Regions from separate parts of the Mus musculus genome. Here regions 2, 3 and 4 are each linked to region 1. A link is a contact called in public HiChIP or PLAC-seq data. All regions are on one chromosome and are shown on one strand. The core of a region is the stretch at or near the end of the contact, and the rest is flanking DNA. Distances in the headings are between cores, read along the strand shown. Region 1 holds the start of Klhdc4 (kelch domain containing 4). Region 2 overlaps Jph3 (junctophilin 3). Region 3 overlaps Slc7a5 (solute carrier family 7 (cationic amino acid transporter, y+ system), member 5). Region 4 overlaps Jph3 (junctophilin 3).

The links. HiChIP or PLAC-seq counts read pairs in DNA pulled down with a chosen protein or histone mark.
Region 2: an H3K27ac HiChIP or PLAC-seq map of microglia shows a contact between it and region 1, with 4 times the contacts expected there. The contact joins the enhancer-like site here to the promoter of Klhdc4 in region 1. A contact is called at or near these places in 1 of 484 Hi-C or Micro-C datasets (cranial neural crest), 9 of 115 datasets of contacts at active chromatin or transcription factors (the 230-238 cell line, the SCID.adh cell line, bone marrow-derived macrophages and 4 more) and 2 of 9 other capture datasets (adipose tissue and pancreatic islet).
Region 3: an H3K27ac HiChIP or PLAC-seq map of embryonic stem cells shows a contact between it and region 1, with 7 read pairs. The contact joins the enhancer-like site here to the promoter of Klhdc4 in region 1. A contact is called at or near these places in 5 of 115 datasets of contacts at active chromatin or transcription factors (bone marrow-derived macrophages, embryonic stem cells, microglia and 1 more) and 3 of 9 other capture datasets (adipose tissue, liver and pancreatic islet).
Region 4: a contact with region 1 is called in an H3K4me3 HiChIP or PLAC-seq map of bone marrow-derived macrophages, with 2.8 times the contacts expected there. The contact joins the enhancer-like site here to the promoter of Klhdc4 in region 1. A contact is called at or near these places in 4 of 484 Hi-C or Micro-C datasets (bone marrow-derived macrophages, cranial neural crest, erythroblasts and 1 more), 6 of 115 datasets of contacts at active chromatin or transcription factors (the 230-238 cell line, the SCID.adh cell line, bone marrow-derived macrophages and 2 more) and 3 of 9 other capture datasets (adipose tissue, liver and pancreatic islet).

Annotation. Positions count from the first base shown.
Region 1 is chr8:121,827,613-121,831,075 of GRCm38.p6, reverse strand. Klhdc4 (kelch domain containing 4) reads left to right here and starts at 1,507. Exons shown (of 12, transcript NM_145605.2): 1 at 1,507-1,694. The coding sequence starts at 1,596. Gm24283 (a small nuclear RNA gene) reads right to left here and starts at 640; the gene lies at 534-640.
Region 2 is chr8:121,773,295-121,776,757 of GRCm38.p6, reverse strand. The region is part of intron 2 of Jph3 (junctophilin 3); the gene reads right to left. Among named protein-coding and RNA genes, the nearest start is that of Jph3, 44 kb to the right of the region's middle. Within about 2 kb of position 1,682, at least 5 of the 459 cell types and tissues checked have an H3K27ac peak or open chromatin away from gene starts, as enhancers often do. A contact at or near this core is called in microglia, where this site is marked.
Region 3 is chr8:121,880,522-121,883,984 of GRCm38.p6, reverse strand. It overlaps Slc7a5 (solute carrier family 7 (cationic amino acid transporter, y+ system), member 5), which reads left to right. Exons shown (of 10, transcript NM_011404.3): 9 at 217-394; 10 at 890-2,839. The coding sequence ends at 945. Among named protein-coding and RNA genes, the nearest start is that of Slc7a5, 25 kb to the left of the region's middle. Within about 2 kb of position 1,799, at least 13 of the 459 cell types and tissues checked have an H3K27ac peak or open chromatin away from gene starts, as enhancers often do. A contact at or near this core is called in embryonic stem cells, where this site is marked.
Region 4 is chr8:121,790,408-121,793,870 of GRCm38.p6, reverse strand. Jph3 (junctophilin 3) reads right to left here. Exons shown (of 5, transcript NM_020605.3): 5 at 2,788-3,463. Among named protein-coding and RNA genes, the nearest start is that of Klhdc4, 37 kb to the left of the region's middle. Within about 2 kb of position 1,565, at least 104 of the 459 cell types and tissues checked have an H3K27ac peak or open chromatin away from gene starts, as enhancers often do. A contact at or near this core is called in adipose tissue, bone marrow-derived macrophages, erythroblasts and 2 more, where this site is marked.

The DNA of each region.
Region 1 (3,463 bases), core at 258-2,757:
CTTGGCTGTCCTGAAACTCTCTTTATAGATCAGGCTGGCCTTGAATTCATAGAGATCCAACTATCTCTGCTTCCTGAGTGCCAGGATTCAAGGCTGTGCTATCACTGCCCAGCTGTTTTTTGGTTTGTGTGTGTGTGTGTGTTTGTATAAAATATATTTTAATCAGATTCTTTCCCCTCACCAAACTCCACCTTGATACCCTACCACCACAAACACAAACAGCGGCTTTTGGATGGTAAAAATACCCCCTGATTGGCTTTTCCTTTGGGAGTGAGATAGGGCTGTTAAGGGATGCACACCTGGGATAACTCTACAGATAGGTTCTAGCTGAGATGAGCTTTCTGAAGACAATTTCAATTTCATCTTTGAAAAGTATGGAATGAAGTTGGGCAGTGGCACACACCTTTAATCCCATCACTCGGAAGGCAGAGGCAGGCAGATCTCTGTGAGTTCGAGGCCAGCCTGCTTTACAGAGTGAGTTCCAGGGCAGCCAAAGCTACAGAGAGAAACCTTGTCTCCAAAAAGACATAAGAAAAATGATGGAACGCATCATGCATTTGCGTGCTATTCTTTCGCAGGGGCCATGCTAACAATCCCTGTATCATTCCAATGTTAGCATATCTGCTGCCAACGCGAGCACATTTCTTTTATCTGTTGACGTCCTGTTTGGGGTGAAAAGTTGATTCTGTGTATCTCTTCAGGAAAAAAAAAAAAAAAAAGAAAGAAAAGAAAGAAAGAAAGAAACCACACAACACCATTGTTTTCCTCAAAAGCAAGTTTTCTTCTTAAGAACTAGGTTTATGGAAAAACCTGGAACTGAATTGGGAGCTCCCGCCTCCTCAGAGCGTCAATGATTAGTGGTTGGCCCGATCCAAGGCAGTTTCTTTAAAGGCTGTGCTTTGGCAGCGTTCCCACCGAGAAAGAAGATTAGTTCCTCGTCTATGTGTTCCCTTTGCCAGTATTTTGCTTGCCCTTGTCCTTATTTTGCGCCATTCCTTGATTACAGCTCAAAGACGACACCCTCTAGGCAATGCACTCTGCTCTTTCAAAACCGCGGGTCCCTCTTCCACTGTACCATTTAGGTCAAACCCGGGAGCATATTTTCCTATTACGTATCTGCCAGACCGTAAATCAAGCACCGTCGGGAGTACAGATACCCATCACCAGCCCGGGTCTCCCAATGGAGGGACATGCTGGTCCAGTGAAGCATCGCCAGCAGAAGGGCAAAGGCACTGCGGGAGGGCCTGACAGGTCCTGGCACATTTTACATGGGATAGGGAAAGAGGGCTGCCTTAATTCATGTCAGGAATCCCTAAGTACGTGGAAATTCCTCTGTGGGATGAGGCGGTCAGCATCCCACATGCTCGCGTCTCGTTTAGAGTCACGCAGCTTGCTGGTGTGCCAGCGGAGCGGCTCCCTACTCACGCGGCCCGAGACGGACCCAAAGTACTGGTGGGATCGGCTGCTCCACGGAACACCAGAGCAAAGGACAGGAAGTGAGCCTCCTATAGCGCGCCGCTCGTTTCCGGCCCGGCAGAACATCATCATTCATTTGCCTCCGGTTGTCTCCCGGGCGCCGCTTCCGAATCGGCGCGATGGGCAAGAAGGGAAAGAAGGAGAAGAAGGGCCGCGGCGCGGAGAAGACGGCCGCCAAGATGGAGAAGAAGGTGTCCAAGCGCTCGCGGAAGGAGGAGGTGAGCGGGGCCCGGAGCGGCGTGCGATCGCGGGCGGGAGACCCGGAGGCGGGGTTGCGCCCGGTGTCCCTGGGTGGCTTCGGGCCTGCGCCGAGCCCGGTGCCCCCGGGCCTCTCCTCTCTCGGGTCCCTTTGCAGTCCCGAAACTCCTCGTTTATCCGGTCGCCCTCTCTTCCATGGAAGACCAGATCTGTCCTGTTCGGTTCCGCGTGCTTACCTTTCTGTGGGCAGAGTAAAGCAACGTGGTGGGGCTTAGTAGAGGAGAAGTGAAGCTGGGTGATTCCTGCTTGGTCCAGGTCTGCGTTCCGGGAGTAAAGCCGTAACGGTCCTGCGCCTGTCCCCACTCCCCAGCCCCCAGCCCTAAAAGGAGAGCAGATTTTCTTCCAGCAGCCTCAGGGAGTGAGCCACGAGTAGGAATTTGGGGGTTGTGTCTGTTGGTTTTCGAGACAGGGTTTCTCTGTCCTGGAAGTCACTCTGTTGACCAGGCTGGTCTTGAACTGAGAGAACTCCCGCTGCTTCTACCTCCCGAGTGGAGTGCTGGAATTAAAGGCGTGCCACCATCAGCAGGATTTAGTAACCAGACAAGTCACTGAAACTGCGGTGTTTCAGGACATTTGGTTGTGACCTTCACTCATATTCTTATAGGCATTGATTATCCCAGGACCTACAGGTGGATCTGTGCGGAAGTTCAAGCACCGTGCTTGCTGTTGTCTTAGGGCTTTCTGACCCAAGAAACTATGGAGGCAGCTTTGATGGCCACGTTTAGCTCAGTGGTCTGCCAGGCACAGGACTTCCTGGGCTCCCCTCCTCATAACCTTGGAAGAGGGAACCTCAATTGAGAATATACCTCCATAAGATTGGCCTGTGTGGAGCTGGAGAGATGGCTCAGCTGTTAAGAGCATATGTTGCTCTTCCAGAGGATCCAGGTTTTATTCTGTGGACCCATCTGGGAGCTCACAGGTCTCTGGCCTTTGTGGGCACCAGGCACACATTCTGGCAAGACGCCTACACATATGAAATAACGCATTTTTAAAAACCTGCTTCTAGGCAAATCTGTGGGGGTATTGTCTTGATTAGTGATTGGTATTGGAAGATCTAACCCATACCTGGGCAGGTGGCACTGGGTCGTTAAGAAAAAAGCTGAGCAAGCTACAGCAAACTAGCCAAGAAGCAGCTATCCGCCTTGGTCTCTGCTTCATCTCCTGCCCCTGGGGTTCCTGCTCTAACTTCCTTTCAGGATGGAATGTAAGCTGTAAGGTGAGATAAACCCTCTCCTTCCCGGTTGCTTTTGATCACAGCAATAGAAAGCAAACTTGGACACCCTAGTAAACTCAGGGGAGTGGGCACTGTGTGGGTGTGGGAAAGTTTGGTTTCAGTGCTGGCCAGCATGCTTGTTGCCTTAGTGTCCAGGTCTGTGGTGACAGCTGGGACGTAGGTAGGGGCTGTCGAGTGGTAGCCCGCAGGTTAGCACCGACCCTGTCATTCAGGCACTGGTCTAAAGGACTCAAGGCCTGTTCTCATGGAGCCCATATCTTAGCATGGGAATAGGAGCTGGAAACCAGTAAGCAAGAGGAATCCCAGGAATGGCTGTGTAGACAGCAAGGTAGGCTGTTGGCACAAACAGGTTGTCAGAGGGCAGTGTGGCCAGGTTGCAGTTCCCTTCATAGAAAACCCTTGATTGATTGGCAGGAGGTGCGCATGCGTCTACACCTACAGAAAGCTGCTTTGATTGATTGGCAGGAGGTGCGCATGCGTCTACACCTACAGAAA
Region 2 (3,463 bases), core at 433-2,932, 54 kb after region 1:
CATGGCCCGTCACAGAGCCAGCCCACCTACGTACCTTGATCTGGACTCCTCCTCCCAGGAAGATGGAAGAGTCAAGCCCCAAGTTCATAGTGCTCAGGGCTGCAAATGGCGCATGATGGAGCTGTGACCAACACATGGTGGACTGAAACCCACTGTTCATGGTGAAGCACCATGCCATCCTGGTGGCTCAAGGTTTCGGAGCAAACAGACCCTTCCTACTCTTCCTCAAGGGAAGCCAGCCTCCTGGAGACATGACTGGAAGTACCCAACCTCACAGCAAGTTTCTCTCTCCAGGCTGCAGTTGTCAAGGCAACCCCACCTCCTCCAGGAAGGCTGCTGGGGAGGGACCACGCCCAGGCAGGGTATCTGTAGGCCCTGTCTGCAACCAGGTGCCTGCCAGGGACCAGCCCCACAGGCTTGAGCATCTGAAACTCAGACCAGCCCTTGGAGACTGGACCAGAGTTTGCCATGCCCCGTGGACAGGCCAGTGACCTCTTGGCTTTTACCCTGACAAGATTAGAGATTCTGGGTAGTCCTGACATCAGACATTGTACACAGGAACGATGGAGCCACCATGGTTTTTATGTCACAACTAGGGAGATTCAGGCTGGGTCTGTCTTCCCAACAGCTACATAGCGACTCTGCCAAAGGCTGCTATAGACTGCTGTGTAACTCCTATATATAAGCTTTGGGGACATTTCAAGGCTGTGTACAGGGCCCAGGAGGCACAGCCACTACAATCATGGTCCCTCAGGAATGGACGTTACACAGGTCCATACACGGGAATTGTTAGGCATGTCTCCTGTGACCTGCCTGCTAGGGACCACAAGAAGAGGTTGATCTAGACCTGCCTGCACCCGACAGAGCCTGGAAGGTTCCTGGGTGTCCTCGATGACAGCACTGTCCTTCTTCTCACACTCTGTGCCAGGCACGGAGCATGGTGGCTCATTTGAACTTGTCTTTTAGACAGGGTCTTGCTAAGCTGCCCTCCCAGGCCTTAAATATGGTCTTCCTGTCTAAAATGTCCTATCGAGCCCGTCTACAGGCACCAAGTGCTCCTGCACAGTTCAGAGCATGGTCACCAAGGTACCCACAGCAAAAAAAGCTCCAACGTAAGGTGGCTACAGTGTCCCAAGCCGCTGGTCCCAAGTAGTCGGTCCACTAACCCTGCGCCATATGCATTCACACAGAGAACCCTCCTGACCACAGCACTAAACGGTGCATATACTAACACACAGCCCTCCCGAGCACAGCCCTCCACAGTGTGCACACCCGGAGAACCACCCTGACCACAGCACATGTATACACTCACACATGCACATGTATTCACACACAGCCCTCCATATATGCACATACACACAGCCATTTTGACCATGGACCACCACAGCGTCACCATAAGTAGAGCCCTGATAGGCTGCGGTGAACACATGGCCTCCTCTTTCACTGGCCATTGCTGGGGAAGAGCCTCCCTCTCTAGGACTCATGTCCTGGTCTGTGGAGTGGGACAGAGAGGGGCCACTGAGGGAAGGGAGCCTGGAGCAGGGCCCGCTGCTCCACGGTGGAGGTTCTGCGGGCTCACTTCTGAGTGGCCCCACAGAGCTCTGGCCTATTTGCCCTGACAAGTCTGGTTCAACAAGCAAGTTCAAAAGTGCTGAACTTGCACCATTCCGCCAGAGTCCAGCTTTGCCTTCTCTTGATGTCCCACAAGCAATCACACATGCCCAGCCTCAGCCCCTGGCAACAGACACCCTGCTTCCTTCCTGGTTTTGTTGTTTTAACTCTTTCTTTTTCGAGTTTCTCTGTAGCCCTGGCTGTCCTGGAACTCACTTTGTAGACCAGGCTGGCCTCGAACTCAGAAATCCTCCTGCCTCTGCCTCCCAAGTGCTGGGATTAAAGGCGTGTGCCACCACACCCAGCTTAAGTCTTTCTTTTTAAAAAAGGTTTATTTATTTTATGTATATGAGTACACTGTAACTATATAGATGGTTGTGAGCCTTCATGTGGCTCTTGGGAATTGAATTTAGGACTTAGGCTCGATCTGGGTAGCCCTGCTTGCTCTGGTCAACCCCACTTGCTCCAGTCAACCCCGTCGGCTCAGGCCCAAAGATTTATTAATTATTATAAATAAGTACATTGTAGCTGTCTTCAGACACACCAGAAGAGGGCATCAGATCTCATTACAGGTGGTTGAAAGCCACTATATGGTTGCTGGGATTTGAACTCAGAACCCTTGGAAGAGCAGTTGGTGCTCTTACCTGCTGAGCCATCTCACCAGACTGTTTTAGGTCTTTCTGGGGACATTAAGGAGCCAGGGAACAGGGGAGATGCTTGGTCTGGCTGCATCTGTATGAGGTAAGGGAGGCTGGGGATAGGGGTGGGGAGGCACAGAGCATAAGAACCCAGGGACCGAAGAGCCACCTCCCAGCCCCTCTAGGGTCTGCAGTGACTCAGAGGCCATCTTGCCAGTACAGCAGCTGTCCCCGACCAGACCCACTGAAGGGACTACCTTCGCCTTCCTCGAAGGTTCCTCTTTAAGGGGAATAAAAATCTGCTATAAAAGAACGAAGCTTTATAAAAAGCTGTCACTGCAAGCAGGCACACGTGGCGAGGGAACAAATATCCCACATCTCTGCTCTGTCTGAGTCACTGGTGCCCTCTGGGAGCAGTGCCCATCGGACAAATATGCCCAATGGACACAGACAGACACTGGAGCCTGCGCACAGGACAGGGCCTGCCCAGTGAGAAGGGTCAGTGGGAGGCTGGCACAGTGGCCAAGAAGCACGTCCAGGCCCCAATGCAGACACACTAATGCGTGAGATCACTCTGGGGCCATCGAGACGGCACACTTGAGATGCAAGTGAACATTTCACTTCTGTCTTCGAAGGATCACTTTCTCTTCTGGAGGCGGGGTCTCACTAGGTACCCCAAGCCAGTGTGGAATTCACAATCCTCCTGCCTCAGCCTCCTGAACAGCTCCAAGAAACCTCACTGTGGATGTGCAAATACACTAAAACCCAATAAAGTCTGAAATCTAGGGCATTTTCATCACAGTATCACAGCTAGCCAGAGCGCTACAGTTCCCACACATCAGACATGGGACACTAATCTAGAAGCCACATCACATGGTCCACCTCACTTCTGGCTTTTTTCCCCTTAAACTTTTTTTTTTGGTTTTGTTTTTTGACACAGGGTTTCTCTGTGTAGCCCTGGCTGTCCTGGAACTCACTTTGTAGACCAGGTTGGCCTCGAACTCAGAAATCTGTCTGCCTCTGCCTCCCAAGTGCTGGGATTAAAGGCGTGCACCACCACTCCCGGCTTTTCCCCTTAAACTTAACACCACACTTTGGAATCTGTGTCACGTTCGTGGACTGGCAGAACTTCCTGGTTCTGCTCACTGAGTACCTCGAGCGGAATGTGGCCACGTGTCATTTCCTGCCCAACGGTGATCTGCTGATCACATTTG
Region 3 (3,463 bases), core at 550-3,049, 53 kb before region 1:
CGGGCGGCTGGAGGCAGTTAAACCACTTGAAGGCAAAGGCCCAAGGTCTAGGGAGGTGTAGGTAGGCAGACCCGAAAGAAGATGATGGCTCGAGGGCACACGCCAGCCACAGGGCAAGAGGTGGGAGCCTTCCACTGTGTCCACGGGCCATGGGTGTGTGGAGGAGACTCTCCACCAGGAGATCCTGGTGGCCTACATGTCGCCATTGTGTCCCAGGTGAATCTGGCCCTCCCGGTGTTCTTTATCCTGGCCTGCCTCTTCCTCATTGCCGTGTCATTCTGGAAGACACCCATGGAGTGTGGCATTGGCTTCGCCATCATCCTCAGCGGGCTGCCTGTCTACTTCTTTGGTGTCTGGTGGAAGAACAAGCCCAAGTGGATTCTGCAGGCTATCTGTAAGTGTGCACACCACTGCCCATACCAGTCAGGGCGGGAACAACAGGGATGAGGGATCGTAGGTCCTGCCATGTGCACCCTACAAACCAAGAGAATCATTCATGCTGGGCCTCAGGCTTCGTGGTGCAAGCCAAGGGTTTGCACACTAGTGTGTGGGCCAACATTGAGAGTCATGGGGGTACAGGGAGTAGACTTGGGGTCCCACCCTCGCTGGTCTTAGCAGGCATTCTGTGGCCAGCTGCCCTGCGAACTGGCAAAAACCCCACCACTGGCAACTAGCTCAGACACGGTAGCCTGACAACATAGAGCCTGAAAAAGTTGTATCTGAGGCGCCCAGCTCTGGCTGATTCCAGTTGGCGTAGGACGTGTGTTCACCATGTCCAGCCTCATCACCTGAGATTTCAAAAGGGTAAACGGACTGGTGAGAGTAGGCGGGCAGAGCTCACGCCCGATCCTCCACCCTGAGTTCACTCCTGTCCTCCCTCTCCCCGCAGTCTCTGTGACGGTGCTCTGCCAGAAGTTGATGCAGGTGGTACCTCAGGAGACTTAGTCACGTGTCCTGGGTGCTGCCGCGCTGTGCCTGCTCCAGACAACTCTCCTTTGGAAGATCAGCGGCCAGGCCTGTCAGCCCCACAGCTCCAGTGAGCACCACCAGCCGCCTAACACAATCCACTGTCCCTCAAACGTCAGGTGTCCACAGTGGCTGTGAAAGAAAACTGGTACGATTTGGTCCCAGAAGGTGACCGTCCATGGTCCATGCAGACACAGCACCCAGTATGAGGCGTGCTGGGACCTGAGGCCTGGACTTTCTGACTTTCTGGGGACTGCCACATCCAGGCTTTCTCCCCTGTGATTTTTGTTTTGTTTTGGTTTTTGTAGCGTGCATTTGGGTCAAGTTTACACTAGCGAGATGATTATTTTTTAACAAAACAGGGTAGCAAGGAGCAGGAGATGCCGTGGCCGCACAGTCCGGCCCTGTGGGAACTGCTGGCCACAGCTCTTTTCCCAAGGCTGTCGTTCAGTAGCATAGAGTGCCTCAAGGGGACCGCATCACTGTCACCAGGTCAGAAGAACTACTGAGACTTGCACATCACCTGTTCCACTGTGGACTTGGACTGACAGATGGACGACACATATGCTAGCTTGGACTTTAGTTTTCTGGGACCCTAGAGATGGAACCCCAACCTTTCTCATGAGACAGAGCTCTACTGTGTGGGTCACTTGTTAGGTTGAAAATGTAGAGCTCAGCTCTCGCCGCCCTGAAGTCCTGGCTCCATATGAAAGATCTCTGCAGCCATGACCCTAACAGCACCTAGCTGTCCGCTGCAGGGCCTTGTGCTCTGTGCACACAATGCAGCAGTGCCCCGGCTCTCACACGCACAGCACTCCCCGCCCTGCCCCACCTCTCTTAGAACCAGACCAGCACCATGGCTCTCCCACCCCCACCCCCACCCCCAAGCACCTGGTCTGTCCCCATTGTTCTTGAGACTGCTAGTAGCATTCTGTCAAAGTCACTACTGCTCCCTCCAGCCCCACCCTTAGCCATTGTTCAGAAAAATAGGCACCAAGCACCCCTCTGCTCTCTGCCACCAGTGTGGTGTGACCACTCCAGCTCCCTGAGTATGAAAGCCACTGGCTACATGTGTGGGACCATCCTGCAGCCTTCCCGTTGTGCTCTGGGTGAGACAGTTGGGTCCAGCCAGCACATCACTGAAGGAGCTGATCTGCTGGAGGGACTTCAGGATGTGCGTCCCCTGCTGGCCTCTGCCATTGCCTCAGACCATGGCCTCCCTGAAGGGGTGTCTACTGGAATGGCTACTATGCAGTTCTTACATAGTGGTGACTTACCACTGGCCACCCTGACCTCTCCTCTGTGCTTCTGGGGTTCCCTTTCATTGGGGTGAGGAAGCAAGGTCAAGGTCAGAGTGCCTCTTGAAGGTTCTCCCAGATATGGGAACTGGGGTCTCTTCCCTGGAAATGAGGGCAGGGACCCAGTTCCATCCTGGGGTGTGTCCCCAGATACAGCCTGGGTTAAAGGGCAGGGATTCATGGTGCTGACCCAGGCTCTCTGAGAAGGCCCTGTCATTCCTGTTTGTGATGTTCTGAGGATGCCCATCTGTAGGTTTTTATTTTCAAATCAAGCTCCGACCACCGCCATTTTGCCCAGTGCTTTCTATTTTGGTTTTATCCTAACATGTCACTGCCCTGAAAGACACCCCTACCTGGCCCCTTTCAATGGTCAGTGTCTGACCCACCACACTGGGTCCATCTGCTGTGCCACCTGAGATAGTGCTGTGGTTATAATGTCTTTTACTATTGTATTAATGGCTAGCCTGTTACATTAGACTGGGGGGGGGGTACAGAGGTCTGCTGTTTTGTGAGGCTTTTTGTTTTTTTGGGGGGTTGGTTTTGTTTTTTTTAAAAGCTATTGGAATTCTAAGCTGCTGACTGTGTTCTGTGGTCTGTGCCAAATTCCCTGTGTAGGAAGCATCTTTCCTCCCAGCCCACCCAAGTCTCACAGCCGTACATACATTCCTCTGCTCACCAACCCCTGAGGGTGACAAGGCTGGAAGGAAGCCAGGGGGCCAGGGACACATTAAGGTCACAAGAGGGAGAGGGTTTCTGGAAGCCTCTAGGTGGGAGGGGCTTGGCCCAGAGGAAACCAGTAGGCTAATGGTGAGGCTAACTGTGCTGAGAGCACCATCTGAGGGGAGGTGCAGGAGGAAAGGAGCCCAGCAAGAAGTTAAGTGATGCCAGGTCATCTCACAACACACACACACACCTGTCTCATAGACAGGTCAGACTTGGAAACTAGGGTTCACTGCTCTTTGCAGGCTAGCATGGCCCCTAGGCTAGCATCTGTGGCAGAGGGACCCTTGAGGTCTTAGAACCCCTACTGGGTCTTGTCTTCCAAGTCACATTTGCTAGCCAAGGGACTGGGTACTGTTCGGGTCCTCGGGGCCAGCCATCAGTTTCCAGGTATCACTATCTGAACAGAGAGTAGCTATAAGAGCAGAGGGTTCTGATGGCAGGTGTGTATAAGCCCAAAGCTGAGGCCCTGGGCAACC
Region 4 (3,463 bases), core at 316-2,815, 37 kb after region 1:
TCCATCTAGAACATTCAGGATTGGCCTGCTGGGAGGGAGGTAGAGAGGGCCAACCTGTAGGCAACAGCAGAGCCAGGAACTCCAGCCCAGAGAGCCCCTGAGGATGAGGGCGTCATCTGTGCTCCCATCCTCAGCTGTAGGTTCTGATGGCTATGGCTGCATGGTCTCGTGCAGCTAGGGCTGCTCCCAGTGGGCAGTGCGCAAGCTGTGGGTCTTAACGAGCAACAGGGACTTGCCAGACATTGGGCCTTGTGATGGGGCTGTCTGTACACCACGTCATGCTACCCGCTGTGCCCTGAGTCTTCAGCCTGTATCCAGTGACTGCTTACCCACGCTGTATGGTAGTATCTGCCTCATGGACTCAGAATGGCCTGCAAGAGCCTTTTGTTGGAGGTAAGTTGGTGGGGACACCCCTACATAGAGTGGATGTTGGCCGAGGGAGAGAGTAGAACCCCTTCGGTGGGAAAGGTTGAACCGTACCCCACGGCTTTACTTAAACTTATCTCCACGTCTGCACAGTGCAGTGAGGGTCGGGGGATGGGGCGCTGCTGTGACTTAAGGACACAGGACCCTCAGCAGCCTCATACATCACCCTTGAAGAGACAGCTCCGGCAGTAGGCTGACATTTACCAGAACTGAGACAAGGTCTTCAAGGCAGACAGAAAGCATGCTAGCGGGCATGCCAACACAGGAGGGGGACCAACATCCACCGGAGACCTATGTGCAGCTGGGTGGGGAAGGTCAAAGGCCAGGATGAGTTTGTGTGATGGAGTGGGAAGTGTTTGCACCTTGACCTGTGGTCTGGGGCAGACAGGCAAAAGGCCATCCCAGAAGTGAGGTAGCTGTGAGGTGGCTGGCTGCCTTGCCTGTTCTAGCAACCTTGGAAACACTTGGCCTGTGTCCTCACCCCCACAGCCCACCTTCTGTGGAGTGCACCCCCTCCCCCCTTATGTAGTCATGGTGAGTCTGAGGTTTGGGAAGGAGCTAAGACAGCAGACTCCCAGGATGCACTTGGGCCCTGGCCATATTAGGGGAGGCATAAGAAAGCAGCCTCCGGGAGTGGCATGTACTGTAGTCTGGAGAGCACTCAGCCCTCCACATGAGGACTCTGCCGCCGCCCTTGTTCACACACATGCTGCCAGGCAGGCCTTGTCTAGCTCCTCAGAAGGGGAAGGCTTGGGCCATGCGGCCATGTTCCCAGTATTCATACTGGAATGCAGCTTAGCTGTTTGAACAAAGCCAGCTATATGTTTTCTTCTTTCAAGGCCAGCAGGGTGCATAGGACAGATGAATCTTGGCATTCAGGGACACTTGGTTGTCCTGATGTGTGTTTGGCCTGCAGCTGGACCTTAGCGAGACAGCAGAGCTAAGGGCTCACAACCCCTTCTGGATGCTCACCCACTGTAGTGGTGAAGTGGTGGCACAGGGCTGTTGGGTGTCAGGAAGTGGCCTGGGTGGCTGTCAGCTGACTGCGCGATGTGGAAACATGCTGGAATAGGAACTTGTGCTCAGCTTCGCAGCCAGAGACTTCTCTAGAGGAAGACACGAGCAGGAGGAGCCAGTAAAGCTAAGCTTAAACAGGAAGAGAATGTAACATCCCACATCCTCTCTTACAGAACGTCACAGAGGGGATGGAATAAGCAGCCACACGGCCTTTGGAGCAGGGCTGTACAGATGTAAGGTAGGATGTGTCTGATGTCTGTGCAGGGGTTACTGCCTCGAAGATCTCTGGAGGGTAACCACGAACTCAAACTATCTCTTGTCTCCTGTTCATCACTGGGCATCTGAGCATTCTGGGCTCCCAGCAGTGTCTTCAGTCTCCCTGAGGGTGTCTAAGCTGGACCTGTTTGTCCAGTGAGCAAGAACACTCTGGAAGTGGGATACGTGGCTGTCCTCTGCTTGCCCTGGGTACCAACCTGGCCACTAGTGACCATGGGCTGTGGTTCCTGGGATAAGTGTGGATGTGGAGGAGCCTTTTTCAGGTGTCTGTCAGGATGTCATAGAAAACAGTCTGTCCGTGCTGCCTGAGATCCTGTGCATGGCCCGTGCGTTGTGGTAGCTGTGGAATTTCTGACCACCACCACCACCATCATGACCAGTCAGCCGATGCTCTGTGCTGCTGCCTGGTGTGTGTGTGTGTGTGTGTGTGTGTGTGTGTGTGAGACTTTGGGACTCCCTCCATATGTGCAAGAGTGAGTCTGCAACGTGCAGGACTCAGTGCTCAACAGCTGTACAGCCATGTTGCAGGCACCAAGGGCCTTGGGTGTCAGGAACGATTTCCCTTCACCCTGGAAAAAAGTGTGTCTTCTGAGGCTAGGCTGGATCTCAGTTAAAACTCATGACACGTGGTGTGCCCAGGAGCCAGAGTGACACTGTCCTGTCCCCGCCAGCTACCATCCTCATCTTGCTCAGCATGCTGCAGGCTCTGCAGGGGCAGGAGAACGGTAGCCACAGGCTGCAGCAAGGTGTCCCCTTCCCTGCCTGCCAGCCTGTTGGATCCTTCAGGATCCAGTGTGCTTAGTCTCCATCACCTGCCTGGAACCAACTCTACCGCACACTACAGCCAGGTCGGGATGCCAGGCTGTAGACTCTGGGCTATGGTAAGATCACTCATAGCAAGTGAGTGGGTGGGCGCTGTCCCCTGCCAATGCCCCTTAAGCACACTTGGGCTGTGCTGTGTGAGTGTGTCAGGTGATGTGAGTAGGTACCCTGATGGGCAAGGAGCTTCTGGGATGCACACTGAGCCCCTCGCGTCTGCAGACAAATACAATTCACATAGCCCAGTATGGACGGCTCTCATGGCTGCAAAGAGCAGGAATCTTTATTTGGTTCACGCCAGATCTGCAGCAACCACTTGATATTAAAAAAAGGTGAAGGGAAAAGTACGCTGTACAAAAAAGATGGAACCCCTTAGAAACCAGAAATGCATCGGGTCACCTGCTGAACCTCACTCTCCCTTCAACCTCCCCGGATCCAAACCAGCTCCAGGAGGAGGGACAGGCGGTGGACAGGGAACAGCGTGGATAACGGAAACAAGAAAGCTGAGCGTCGCTGGAACATGCTCTAATCTGTAGTTTATTTCTGGTTAAAAATATAGCAATCCAGTGCACTGTAGTAAAGAAATCTGCTCAAAAGGTAGCAGAGAACACAAGCAAAGCAAGGCGGAGTCCGTAAGACAGACGGGCGGGCGCACCCAAGGAGACTGACGGAGCCACGGGGGCCAGGCGGGCTGGCATCCCTTATTCATTTGTTTGGATGAGGGAACAACCCTGGTAGAGAAGGCAGAGACATGAGGAACCTGTTGTTTGACTGAAACAAGTTACATTGGACATCCGGGAGTGCTGGGTATGCAACGGGGCCCAGGGCATTCTAGCCACTGGCTTCAACCACATTCCTGTCCCGGGACCAGACTCTCTGGAGTAGCTCTGAGGCATCTGGAGGGAATATGCATATCTGTTAGGGG